Regions from separate parts of the Anser cygnoides genome. Here region 1 is linked to region 2. Evidence: chromatin contacts called from public Hi-C data. All regions are on one chromosome and are shown on one strand. Each heading gives the region's core, a stretch centred on a gene start, on an enhancer-like site or on the middle of the called end of the contact. The rest is flanking DNA. Distances are from core to core; before and after follow the strand shown.

What was found. Hi-C and Micro-C count contacts between places; a contact is called where the count stands out from the background.
Region 1: a Hi-C map of liver shows a contact between it and region 2, with 1.8 times the contacts expected there. The contact joins the promoter of AP2A2 here to the promoter of MUC6 in region 2. A contact is called at or near these places in 4 of 7 Hi-C or Micro-C datasets (fetal liver, granulosa cells and liver).

What each region holds. Positions count from the first base shown.
Region 1 is chr5:19,784,352-19,791,540 of Taihu_goose_T2T_genome, reverse strand. It overlaps AP2A2 (adaptor related protein complex 2 subunit alpha 2), which reads left to right and starts at 2,413. Exons shown (of 22, transcript XM_048058627.2): 1 at 2,413-2,633. The coding sequence starts at 2,567. CHID1 (chitinase domain containing 1) reads right to left here and starts at 2,286. Exons shown (of 13, transcript XM_066997980.1): 1 at 2,063-2,286. The coding sequence starts at 2,165.
Region 2 is chr5:19,656,239-19,663,057 of Taihu_goose_T2T_genome, reverse strand. It overlaps MUC6 (mucin 6, oligomeric mucus/gel-forming), which reads right to left and starts at 4,660. Exons shown (of 46, transcript XM_066997557.1): 1 at 4,079-4,660; 2 at 3,823-3,962; 3 at 2,195-2,283.

The DNA of each region.
Region 1 (7,189 bases), core at 1,164-3,663, 130 kb before region 2:
TCTTGAGATGTATGGAACTGATGAAGTCTGGGTTCTCACAGACTAGTGTTCCGTAGATGTTGAGCTCAAACTGAAACATTTTCCAGATATATCAGCTAGGGCATTTGTAGGGGCTATGTCTAGTGTGAACTCTGTGCTCTCTAATAACACATCGGGCTCACATTACATTTCTTTCAGTCAGGATGCATCTAGAGACCATTACAAGCTCTCTTTCAGACCATTACAAGCTCTCTTTCCTCTAACTGGCTGTTTATTCATGTAAAATCTTTATCTTCTCCCTACCAAAACTGTCTGAAATTGGCTAGTGAGCTCTAAATTAAGAGGAAGTAGGGGCAGACATAGACCTACACATTCACCATAATCGCATAAGGATTTGTTGAGGCAAAAAGAAGACAAGAGAGCAAGAATGTGTATATATATAGTAAAGACTGAAATGTCAGCCAAAGGAGGTTGATATAAAATAACTGGGGAATGCGTGCTGCATACCGAGTCAGTTAAAAATGAAATAGTTATAACACGAAAGAGCTCCACATGGGTTTTCTATTTGTATATTTACTCCCCTTCTCAAACAGAATTTACAACCCATAATGCACTTGGTACTGCCACAGCTATTCCACTAGCTGTATTTAAGTTCCCTCTTAAAAGGTTGCTTAAGTGTACCTGCACATCTTACAGCTGCAGTGTTGACTGGAGTGCAGCCAGACAGGACAGATATACTTGGCCTTTAAGTGTCACTCTGCTCTTAAGAGTAGAAATTAGTTCGACATCTTATTTTGTTTAACTCAAATATGGGTTTTTTTTGTTTGTTTTTCAGAAAAATAAATTCCTTTGTAGTGAAATCTTAAGTTTTCAGCTTTGAGGGTAAATGGAAATTATGGTTAAACATCACTATTTGATTATAAAACTCTGAAGAAGGACAATTTTCTTCATCTAAACTTCCTTATCCAGAGAATCTGCATTGTGCACAATTGCTACTAGCCGCACTTGATCTACCAAGCCCAGGGAGAAAAGGATACATTCCTGACTACCAGTTACTATAATTTTCTCTTTGTAACAGATATACAACTGAAAAGCACTGGTGTAAAAATGTATCCTGAAAACATGCAGAAAAGACACTTGAGAGGTGACCTGGCTGAAGTGTGCCACCACTATCTGAAAAAGAGTATCGAGTATTACATAGCTCTTTATTTATGAGAGAAAAATATATCATTAACTTATAGGCACTGAAGCTTGATAAATTTAAGTAAAATGCGAGCTTTAAATGAGGAGCATTAATCATGGGAACAAACTACCCAGAGAAAAAGTAGATTTGGTATCTTTTGATGATGTCAGATCAAAACTGAATGCCTTTCTGGACAATGGACTGTGACTAAAATCTAGTTATTGGGCTCAATGCAGGAAAAAAAAAAAAAAAAAAACGAAAAAAGGACCATGTGAAATGAAATAGTTTGAAGAATACAAGAAAACAGATTAAATAAATTACTGAGTGATCTCCAGTAGTCCTAAATCCCACGATTCTAGAGGTCATTATAACCTGCTAAGTATACTAATAATTTCCATTATGACTGAACCTCTCAACACACTGTGGTTTAGGGAGACTAGGCCAGTTTTGACACCCTTTGAATCTATTTTCAGCTGATGAGATTAAATGCTCTGTGCAGTCCAACCTCTTCGGTGTGTTTAAGAAAGTTTAACCTTGAAATGTTTTCCATCTCAGGAGCAGATGTGGTGTGGGACTGTGTTGCTCTGCAGGTTCATGGCCTTCAAGAGAGACATGCGGCCCCGGCCTTGCACACCTGCAAGCCCAGGGTAGCATGAATTGCCACATGTAATGCAGAACAACTGCACTGCTTACCCCAGAGGGTAGTGACAGGATCTGCATATACCAACTCTTCTAACTGCAAGGCTTGTGATGGAGATCCCATGCACAGCTTTTGGGGCCCATTTTTTGCTGGAGGACTGAGATGTGTCCTGGGGAAACCATGGTCTTACGTATTCTACCATAAGGAGTCAGTACCTCCCTCTCTACATTTCAGAAATAAGATCCTAGATCAAAACTTACCGCTGAAAGCCCACTTTCCTATCAGATCTTTTGTCCCTCTCCTTCTCTCATACAAGTTACATTCTCTGAGGCAAAACCCAAATGCTCCTCCTTCACAAATCATTAAAACCAGCGGGGGCACGGGGGTGAGGCAGGGATTAGGCCGCTCCTGAGGAGACAACAACGCCTCAGGAGAAGGCCCCTCCCGGTCCCGTTTACCCTGACGGGCTGTGCCCGACAAATCACACCCCAACAGCGGCACCGCCGCCTGCGGGCCGGGGGACGAGAGGGGCCGACGGGGGCGTGAGGGGGACACCGGCGAGGGCAGGGCCGGGTCCCCGCCGCCTCCGTCCGCCAGGGGGTGGCCGAGCCTCGCCGCCCGCCGCCCGCCGGGGAGCGGGAGCCATCGCGGCGCCTGCGCGCAGCAGAGGCGGCGGCAGCGGCCTGAGGAGCCCCGCGGGGAGAAGCGGCGGTGGGGTTGCGGTGCTTTGACGCGGCGCTGGGCGGCCGTGATCGCTCGCCACCATGCCGGCGGTATCGAAGGGCGATGGGATGCGAGGCTTGGCCGTCTTCATCTCCGATATCCGCAACTGTGAGCGGCGGCCGGGGCGCGGTGGGGCCTGGGTTGGGCAGGGCCGGGCCGCGCCGGCCAGGCGATTACCGGGTGTTTTGGGGCCGGGGTCGGGGGTTTCCCTCATCCTCCTTCCCTCGGCTCCCTTCTCTCCCCTTCGCCGCCGCGGCGGGCCGCCCGCGGCTCTGCCGCCTCACGAAATGGCGACGCGCCCCGGGGGGGCGGCGGGAGATGCGGGGGGGGGGGAGAGCTTGGGGCGGGCAGCCGAAGGCTTTCTGCTGCGGGTTTGGGGTTAATTTACGTGTCTTTTGGTCTGGTCGGCTTGATTTTTGTGTGTGTGTGGGGGGGGTTATTCCTTTGTTGTGGCCGGGGTCCCTGTGGAAAAGGGGTGCCGGGGGGCTCGGAGCCCGTCGGGGCTCCCAAGGGGCGGCGGTGAAGGCGGTGGGCGGCTGGGGCCGGGGTGGGCACCGGCGGTCGCTTCTCAGAGCCGCAGCCGGCTCTCGATTCAAAATGTCCCTGAAGGAAAGCAGGCCCCTGGAAGGCTGGCAGCGAGCAGGGCCTTCTCTGGGTGTGTTTACGCTTGGCTTCAGTCTGCTTTCAAATCCTGTTGTGATAGAAAGCAGCTCTTGGGATCCGCTCGGTTTTAATCGCTGAGGGAGCACGGCCTGAGGGTTGTGGGGACCCTCTGTGTAGCGATGCGCAAAGGGCAGAGAGAAGTGTAGGGCTTGGTGGGGCTGGGGGTCGGCTGCCTTCCTTCCCAGCCCCGGGACCTGCATGAGAGAGCAGTTTAATATTAATCGAAGTCAGAGATCTAAGTGTGTGATGTGGCAAGAATTGCCTGGGGAAGGGCTAAGGTCGCTGTGGTTGGCGTGATGAAACGGCTATATATTTTGTCCACCTGTGTGGCTCTGGATTACTCGAGGCTATTTTAAAAGGAATGTCATCAAGGCTTCCTGTCCGAAAGATAAAAGTGGATCGGAGACTTTTTAATGTAAAATTATGGTGATCTAGCTAGGCTCATATTAGGATAACCAAACTGGCTTGGAAATGTCTCCACCTTCAGAGGGCTTTGTGGTGATGACTTCGGAATTAATCCAGGAGCAATAGAAAAGACTGCAGAGAAAACTGGAGTGATAAAATGAGACCCCTTAAATGTGCAGTTTCCTTCAACTAAATTCAGGTGATTTGGATTTATAGCCTGGTACATAAAATTCAAGGTCCTGAATCTTCTGTACAGAAGGCGTTGTCTCAGCAGTTTTTCATAATCAAGTTGCAGGTCCTTAGGTTTCTTCAGACTTCACTCTTAAAGGCCTTCTTCTGCACATAGAAAATGCGGTGTTTATCAGTTCAAGATTACTGACTCACTCTTGTGCTTTGGCTGGTTGGCCCAGTTTCCTGAACATCTAGTACACCACTGTTGTGTGCCAGCTGCATGTGTAACATAGTTTCACCTGGTGATAATGTAAGACTTTGTTGCTGTTGTGTTTTAGCTCTTTTTGAATTACTTACTCCATTCATTTCACTAGAAGTACTATGATTTTATTCTTCAAGTATCTCTTATGTCTTGCAGTTGGTCAGTATTTCTCTGCTTGTATTTCCTTCTACTAAATTTCTCTGAAAACAAGAGAAACATTCAAGGTCTTAGGTACCTAACGTATGTTAATAGATACGGAATTACAAGATTTGAGGTAGTAGGGTAGAACAAATTACTGTTTTCTCCACAGGCTTGCCATTGTGTAGGCAGTGCAGGAACCCGGATGGAACAACCACCTGTCTGTCCAGCTTGGACATGAAACCACTCATACTCTCTCTGTCTGCAAGAGTGGCAAAGAAGTAACTGCTGTGTGAAACAAATAAGATGTTAATACTTTATCTGTTTAAACATTACAGATAGTTTTGTCCCTTTCCAGACAGCTATTGGAAGCTGTAGATACCTTTGTATCTTTCATCTTTGTGATGAAGAAGGCAACTGCCTCTTCTAAATAGCTGTGAAAGAGCTGCTGGTTTCCAGTGGTAGGTGATCTATGCAGCTTACAAATAGCTGTCCTTACAAATAGTCCTTACAAATAGATGCACCTGCATCATTTCCCTCAAGGGAGCTCCTAGTGTTGCCAGCTAACCATGGGCTGTTGTATGTTGAGTAAGATTCCCAAATACACTTAAGAGTACTCTCTAGAGACTTTGCATTTTGCAAATGCTGGTATTAATTAGCTTGAGTTCCATCTTTCCTACTTCAGTGTGGGGAGCTAGGTATTTGTCAAGAACATAAAGTAACAGCTGCTTAGCTAACAGGATCTTTGGACATGGAGATCTAAGAAAATGTTCCTGTTCTGGGATGGGAGGGAAATGAGACACCAAGTGCAGCTTTTAGGCTCTGTTCTAGCCTGAAAATCAAACAAAATATCTGATTCTTGTACTGATGTGCCAAATACCTGCTGGTATTCTAAATTTCAGTCTTATTTTTGTCTTTGACTCATTCATCCCTTTTTAATAGGTCCCATCTCTTTGCCATAGGTGCCTGAAGTTTTTAATTTGCCTACAACCCTTCCAGATTATAAGTAAGACTTTTTTTTCTGAAATACTTTGTGCAGATAAGGAATTTGCATCATAGATGTTGCTGAATAATGAAAACGTAGATATGTGCTAACTGCTTAGGTGGATGTACAGCATGTTTCCAAGGTAACAGCATAACACTTCAAGAGGGACTTCAGTAAATTTAGACCTTCTATCTTTATAAATATTTAATCTTACATCAAGGTTTATTTCTTGGTCATCTGTAAGTACAGCATCTGCAGCACTAAACAATGTATTCTCTTACAAATTTGTTAAATTACTAATCTGGGAGTCACGCTCATCTTCTCTATCTATTTTTACAAGTCTATTACAGGGCTTCAAAAAATATATTTGACAGCAACTTTCAGTTCTTACAACTCTAGCTGGTTGTGAGTTAACACTGCCAGCCTGTATTTAGTAGTTAAAGGTTGGTTGTTACTTTTGTGTCAGTTAAGCATGTTTTTGGGCACCTGGGTTATTTGGTTATCTGTTAAACTTCTTGATCTGTGTGTGGAATGCTTCTGTGCCATGACTTTGAACATAAGACTGACTTTCTACCTGGTTTTTAAAAGTCTGCTTAAGATATGCTGGTTTCTCAAGTCTATAAAGCTTTTTTTTTTTTTTTTAAAGAATACTACTTAGAGCAAAAATTACAAAACCTTTTTAAGAAGTGGAAGAGCTTCTTAATGTTTTGACTTTGCCCTAGCCTATGTGAAACACTAATACTCACTGACATTTTCAAAATGAAATGTTCTTTCTTCACATATCTTCACAAATATCAAGTGCATTTTTAAAACCTGAGTGTAAGAAAACAAGTTATTCTGCAGTTTCTGGTATCAGAGTCTTATTTCAGGACAACTACTTGTTGTAGGCCATGTATTTTGCATATATTTGTATTTTTGCATGGTGGAGAGAAAAGACTTTTTAAGAAAAGTGAAAATAACATGACAGCTTGCTGGTAGAAATATGGGCTTTTCTAGAAGCTTGCTCAGGCAGATGGCTTTGTAACATATATAGAATAGTACAGCAAATAGTTTTTTAGCTCTTGTCTTTTGTAGACCACAGAGAAGAGACAAGAAAACTAAAGGTTGAAAGCTGAACTGAAGCAGGTAGTTGAGATAGCACAGGTAATTAACTCCTATTTAATGTGGCCTACTGAGAAAATAGGAAGACAGGACTGTAGTGCAAAATAGATTGCGGTGACAGGGGAGCTGTAAAGCCCTGACCAGGGGTTCAATGGAGTGCCATCCAGACCTCAGGTCTGGAAGAGCCCTTGTCACTGCTTGGAAGTGTCTCGAGCTGAAACTCAACAAAACCTGCATGCATTATGCATACAAGCATATGGAGTCCTCTAAGACATGCTTGTTTTTAACTTAAATATGCTAAATTTTTTTGTGTGTGCATGTACTGGGGAGTTGCTAAAGTGATCTCGTTAAGGCAAGATGGTGCTTTATAAACTCTTTAGCTGTCTTTGCTGATTAAACAGCTAGATGCATCATCACAAGTCCGTTTTCTTTTTTGTGCTTTATGCTTATCTGGTGATAAAGTTCTAAGTCATCTGTCACTCAAGCAGTTCTGTTGCAACAGCAGTCTTATCTGCCATTCACCAGGAAAACTAGGAGAGCTTGCGGTGGTGTAGAACTACTTTCTGTTATAGTATTAAAGATACTACTGGTAATCCAATCCTCCACTGTAAAATTACAAAGTCATCTACTCTTGGGCTGATGAAATGGGCCTACACAGAGGCAAAAGGTGCTTTTGCCCCAGGTTTGTAGGACAAGGCAGTTCTTGTTTTCACTCCCTACTTTCAATAACTGCCTTACATTTTCAGTGGTACTGTAAAAGTTGGACAGAGGGAAGGGGGATTCCTTTAGTTTAGTTCTCAAAATATTTCAGGATCTGTTCTTCTGTACCAAGGTACCGTTCCTTTCTCCTTGGGCTATATATTTGCCTTAAATAAAGCCTAACAGACATATTAAACGAGTAACTATCACTTATAGAATTTAACGCATTAATTCTAATTT
Region 2 (6,819 bases), core at 3,411-5,910:
AGTATACAGTATACTTATCTTAGTTTCTCAATGAACTGTCAGTAGAGTACTTGCTTGTTGACAGTATGTGGTATAGGAGAACTTGAAATTGCCTGTGGGAAATCTGGCAAGTTGAACTACTCCTGTATTTACATATTTTTAATTAAACAAAACTAATACTCTCATAAGGAGTACTGGCAGCTGTTGAAGTCTGGGATAAAACTCCCAAGCACTTTAAAGATATTATTCTGTAAGTCTGAAAAGCAGTGGAAAATTCGTATCTGAAAAGTACCAGAACATAAAGACCATTTTCAAAAAAAAAAGGGGGGGGAACTTCAGCATTCCTTTTATCATCTTTGTCTATCTTCCACACATTTCCCAGCAGAACCCATTTCATTTGTGCTTCATTGATCTTACCTCAAAGTTTGCATATACTCTCACCAATTACTACTACCCCCTCGCTGTGTGCGGCAGAGTGGTGCCTATGTAAACATGAGGATTTAAAGAAATGTTGTGTATTCCTTGCCCACACTATGGAAGCTTATGTTTCTGGTTACTTTGGGGTTTGGTAACCTCTAAGTTTTCAGTAAGCAGACATTGTAAAGCGTACATTTTATACAGAGCCAGAAAAGGATGGGAAGACTCTGTGTTATGCTGTCTTCTCCTGCAAGAACCACAAATATATATGCAAGGGAATTTAATCCTTAGAGCATCCTTACTGACTTCTGTTAGGCTTCATATAGGCAGCTGGGCTTTGAAGGCACCTTTATTCTGAGGACTAAGTCAAACTCAGCTTCAAACAGCATATTCCATTTCTATGAATCACAAATGCTCTATCGTATCTTCTGCTATATCCCTTTCATGATCTTGTTTGACTTTCTTCCTACAATGCATCAAGTAACAAAACTACACGTATGCCAGGTACTCTTCAATCCTGTTCTTTCACAAAGGCAAGAAAGATGTATGTCACGTGGTTCTTGTCTAGAGCTGCTGTTTTACAAAGACCATGAAATGTAATAGAAACATTGAGGTCAAGGCGTTGCAGATGATACACGACAAGCAGCAGGCACTCCTTTTCACTGGCATATTAAATAGGCTCTTGGATAAGCTTGTTCCTCCTATAGGTTAGCTTATTGAAAAGACTACCAACATTTGCCAGAAGAGCATTGCTAGTAACTACAGCCTTTTTACACAGCTTTCAAGAGACTTTTAGGAATATTTACTTCAATAAGGGTGCCTGCTGAAGATAAGGACTAGGACATGGAACCAGATTTTAAATTGTATGGGAAGGCAGTATAGATAACAAAGGGCTACCTAATATAGACACGCACACACACATTATATATATATATATATAAAACAGAGGATATATTTGTAATAGATTGCTGAGGAGGTGCTCTGCAGCATTGTGCACTGGCTGCCATTTTCCATGTACTAAAAACTTTATGTCCAGATACATTTATTCTTTCACTGGAAGCAGTGGGATAAGGCCATGTTATTGTCTGAAAAGATGTTTGGTAGCCTTATACCGAATGAGATAAAACCACTGGACTGCTGAAGGTACACTGCATGAATGTTCTTTCCAATTTCACAGATAAAAACAGTAGACTTAGGACACTGTATTACTGTATTGCTATATTGAGTTGTGTCACTGAGATTATAACTCCCAAAGTCTTTTTTTTTTTTTAAACAATATGTGAAAATGACCATGATTGAAATTCTTGTAGGCAAGAATAAAAATCAAGAAATATCTAAGTGACATAAACATAATTCATCTCATCAGAATATCCTTAAGTGTTAGAGGCTTTGAAATACCTACTGCAATGCTCACCAATGCATACAAATACAAGAATTTAAGAATGGAAGTTAACTTCGGATTGCTTCTTGTCAGTAAAGATATGCAGTCCTGTTCCTTTCATGTTGCCTTTCTACATATTGAGTCCATTTTGAAGCATATTAGATTTCAATCAGTCAGGTGTTTGGTTCTACCAAAAAAATATTCACTCATAGATAATGGCAAAGAGTGAAAGAAGAAAAACTCTCACTAAACTATGTACTCTTATGTATCATCATCTAAAATGTCCACTTTATTCAGGAACAGTGATTAAGACAGATCCCAAACTATCTTTCACAGAATTAGAAACAGGAAAAATAACGACGTAAGACTTTCTGGATTTGACAACAATGATGATCCACATAAAGACCAGTAGCTTACCTTGAGGTGGCTGAAGATTGATGTACAGTTGAATGCCTCAATGAACTGGGGATCCTTTGTTTGATCACCCATACAAAATGATATTGTACCTAAGTGTAGCAACAAAAAAGCAGAATGATAGCACAAGAACTTTGGGGAATTACACAAGTTCTATTAGCGAGGTAGTTTGGAAGTATCTGTGACTTGTGACCTTACGAAATAACTGGTGCTTTTGCCAGAATCAAGTGTCCAAATATGCCAACAACTTACTTTTAGTAAAGACACTCATGACACTCATGAAATCACGAGCTGGAGGCATATCTCCAAATCAGATTTTTTTTTTTTGGATTAGGGGGCACTCAAAACTTCTGTGTCATACCATACTTTGCTGATATCTTCACTTTGGAATCATCTGAGAATGGAACTGCTGAACAGCATTAGAAAGTTTTTGAAACACATGACACTCACCTGAGAGTAAATTGGGTAAACTCGGTTTGTAATGTCCTGAAGTCAAAATCCTAACACTAAGTTCAAACGTTTTTTTGTGTTCCTCAATTTTATCACAATTTCCTACTTCAAATTAAAACAATTGCTGAAGTTCTTCTCTGGCTCTTTGACACTAGAGTTCTATGGATATCAATGCAAAAGTAGGCAGAAGCATTCAAAACTATCAAAAACTGACTGAGATACGGTTCTACTCTTTCTAATATGACAATCCAAGATCTTTAGTAACTATCTGTGACAATTTGACATTGGAGCTGCTCTCAGCCTCTCCTAGCTAGATGGGCCTGATGCACTTAAAGCTTACTATCCAAGAACACGGATGTGAACTGAACAAAAATACTAAAATAAATATTGTAATTGTGGCTCTGGGAGCTTATTTGAAGTTAGTGTGGAGTGAAATACAGTGTTAAAGAGCAAATCTCTCTCTCCCCAAGGCCTACTCAGCTCTTCCAGTTGTGTCTTCATGCTATAGAACATTATACTAAATACAGATCCTTCACTGCATGCTTGCTTACAAGCCACAAATAAATAAATAAAATCAGTCATGAATGTACTGTACTGACTACTGTGATACATTCAAGCAGACTCAAGTCTTGAAAATGACTCAGAGTTTCAAAAGTAACATAGGTTCATGCAGGTGTGAAGGGGGTGCCTGATTAAAAAAACATCAGGTGAATTCAAAACAATTTAACCCATAAACTCATAATGAAATACCTTTACCACAGGCTATCATCAAAGAGGTTGGCTAATCACTTAAGCTATGTTAAAAGCAGCACATCCAAACACGATGCAAATTAAAATTGTTAGCCAGAAGTTATGCCTGCCAAGTCAGAACTACTGCAAGCACAGAGGAAGTGATAAACAACAAAATAGCTTTCCAAGATACTGTGTATGAGTCACTTATTTTTCAGTATTTCTCTGGAAAATGATCCAAATCCTCATCATGTAAGACTTCTATTGATTCTAAACAATTCATAGGCCCCTTTTAAAGGAAAAAAAAAAAAAAAGAAACAAACAACCAAACAACAAAAACCCCAAAACTTCCTGATATTCCTAGAATTGTACTTGTCATAACTTAAATTTTAGCATCTTTTCAAACATCTGCTGTAATATTCCCCATCCTTCAGCTATGGTTAGTGACTCACAGAGGGTTGTGTTTGGTAACAGCAGTGCCTTCACCTCATGGGCTCTGGGATTTAACCAGCACCAGCTGTGTCTGAGCTGTCGATGTTGTGAGCAGACTGTGTGACTGCCATTGTGACTTCCTTATTAAAAACAAGTTTTCCTGAAAAAAAAAAAAAAAAAAAAAAAAAAGTGACTAGAAAAATTACAATTTTAAATGGAGAGGCTCCAAGTGTTTTTGATTAAAAAGAACTGGAGGGGACTGCAACAAATCCTCACCCACAGCATCCTCACAGCCCAGCCTTTCTCCCTGAGGCATGATTCCCTCCAGGAAAGCTCCTTGGCCTCTGCTGCCCTCTGCACAGTTCCCTCTGTGCTCCCAGGTCTCTCACCTCAGAGGCTCAGGGATCACTTTTGCTTCCTGCTCTTCCCAACACTTGCCCTACGCCTTGCTCTGAGGGGCTTCCTCACAGAACGGGGGCTTTCTAGAGCCTTCCAGCACCTTGCACGTGCCCAGTTTCTCTCAGGGAAAGCCCTGCCCCTTCCTGAGGATCGCAGCTGCCTTGAGGAAACGGGGCTGATTTCTTCTTCTGCCAGCCAGTCACCCTCTTTTAGGGCTGCATACTATAAAATTCAGGCTAACTTGCAGACAAGTGCATAAGATCTGTACTGTCCCATGTACTTTGAAAAAAATTGATTGGGGTGGTGATGAACTGATACGGTTTGCCAGATGCCTTGTGTGGCTTTTTGCTTCACATGCAAATACCAGAGGGATCCCTGATAGTGTATCTCAGTGGGGAAACATGCCAAGGTTAGATTTAAAATCTACCTCTTGTTTCTGTGCGCTGAGAGGTTTTGTGTTTTGTCAGAGGACGGGGAGCTGCCTGAATGTGACTTTGCTTCAAGCAGTCCCTGAGGGAGGTTCCTGACCTCTGAAGACCAAGCAAGGTGCTCTCCTGTCAGTTGCCAGAGGTGGCTGTGCTGAGCCCTCCTTTCAGCGGCAGCTCACTGGTGTATTCCACAAATGGCTCTTCTGCAGTCAGTGGTCATCATTCCGTCTGTAATGCCTGTGGTCAGCCCGTCTGAGCACCCTGAAGCCGTCGCTCAGAGGGGACGCTTGCTGTGAGTGATTCAAGTAGTCTGCAGTGGCACTGAGCGTACCCTGGCTGGCTGCTTAAGCAAAGGTAGGAATAGTACATAAGCATTGGGCAAGACCATGGTTTTGTCTAAAATGTCTAAATTTGATTAAAAAATGTCTGTCTGTGATGCCTGTGTGAGCTGGTGGAAGTCTGTTTCAGGCCTGGGTTTATTTTCTGAGTCAGAGTGCATTGCCACAGCTGTTACGCTTCTGTTTGTTCTGTGTCTCAAGGGCAGCAACCTGCCTGATTTTAACACCAAAGTTTTCTCATGTGGTTTTAAAATTAGTCCTGAACTATGAGAATATTGAGATGTCTCAAAAAAAAAAAAAAAAGCCAATAAACTTGGTAAACATTAAGTGTCTCCTGATAGAAAACAAATTCTGACATCTATCAAAGGTTTAGTTGTATTTACAGCTGTATTTCCATAATTTCAAGGACAGTACACCCATCTTGTGAGCAAAAACCTCACCCAGCCATGTTTGTTCAGTTTGATTTGACCCTAAATCTTTATTGGTAGCTTGCAATTATGAAGCTTTTTATTGCAATGCATATAGATACAGAGTATCAAACAATTCAGTAGTGGGATTGCTGTAGTCTATTTTGATTATTAAAGTATTAATTATCATTTTCCTTAAGTTCTTTGCTGTAATTTATTCAGAAGTATATACGTTCTATTTTAAAATCAAGTTACCTGTGAGATGTCTAAAAGTAGTATCTTTTTGGTGTAATTTAAATCAAGCATATTAAGAAGGTATGTTTGAGCTCTAGGCAAAGAGCAGAAAAATAAAAAATACAAATTTTAAAAGATATTTTTCATTTTGTAGGCCAGTCTTTTTTTTTTTCCTTCCTCCTTCTCTTAGCTATAAGTATTGTTGCTTTAAATCTACGGGGGACAACATGTACTTTGTCTCTGGACTTCAGGATTCTGAGTATGATAATAATCTCCAGTGTCACCTTTATATCAAGGAGTCCAATATAATTTTTAATGTTTGCTCTTAGCCGTGTTTCCAGGACTTCAATTCCGCAATCAATGTACAATATGTTTACATACTGCTAGTACTCAGTGAGTCACTATATCGTATTTGCATTCAGTGATGATGTTAATAATGCCAGATTAAAAATGGAATGGACCGTCTCTGCACGGTCCATTCAGTTCTTTTATTTTTTTATTATTATTATTTTTTAATCTCATCTTGTACCTATTGTGTCTGAAGAAACTTCCTGGACACTTCTACAGATTTTGTTAGAAGGAGTAAATTGAAGCATCTGAAGCAGAATAAATGTGGAGAGAACATCTGCATGCCATGTTTTGGCAGTACTCCTTTTGGGGCAGTTGCTGAACTGCTTATAGGAGAGCTTTCAGAGTAAAGCACTGCCTACCTGAGATAAGAACCAAGTAAAATAAATTGTTGTTTTCTTTAGCACTTTTAATAGATCTTGCTGGTTAATTTGTGCTCTCTGGATCCAAGCAGGTTCTGTACTTTTATTTAAAAATAAGTGGGGAAAAGAAAGACTGTCATTACATATATAATATATATGGAGGTTATCAGGCATTATCTAGGCAACTAAATATTTACTTTTTCATTAAAGAGGCTATGTGGTTGGACATAACTAGTATGAGATTTGTGAGGATGGAAACTCTTTTCCTACAGCACAACAGTACATTTATATGCAGGGGCCATTCTCTGTCAGTGGGATTAAAAAAAATATCTTTTTGCTGTGCGAGTGATCTTTTAATATTTCCCACAGAAAGTGTCATCCACATATGTCTTATTCAATAATCTTAAACAACCTTCAAAGTTTGGGGTCTATTTTGAGTTTCAGTTTAGTGTGTCATTTATTCATTCCTGGTTTCATATTTTTCACTTTATTTCCTCCCTT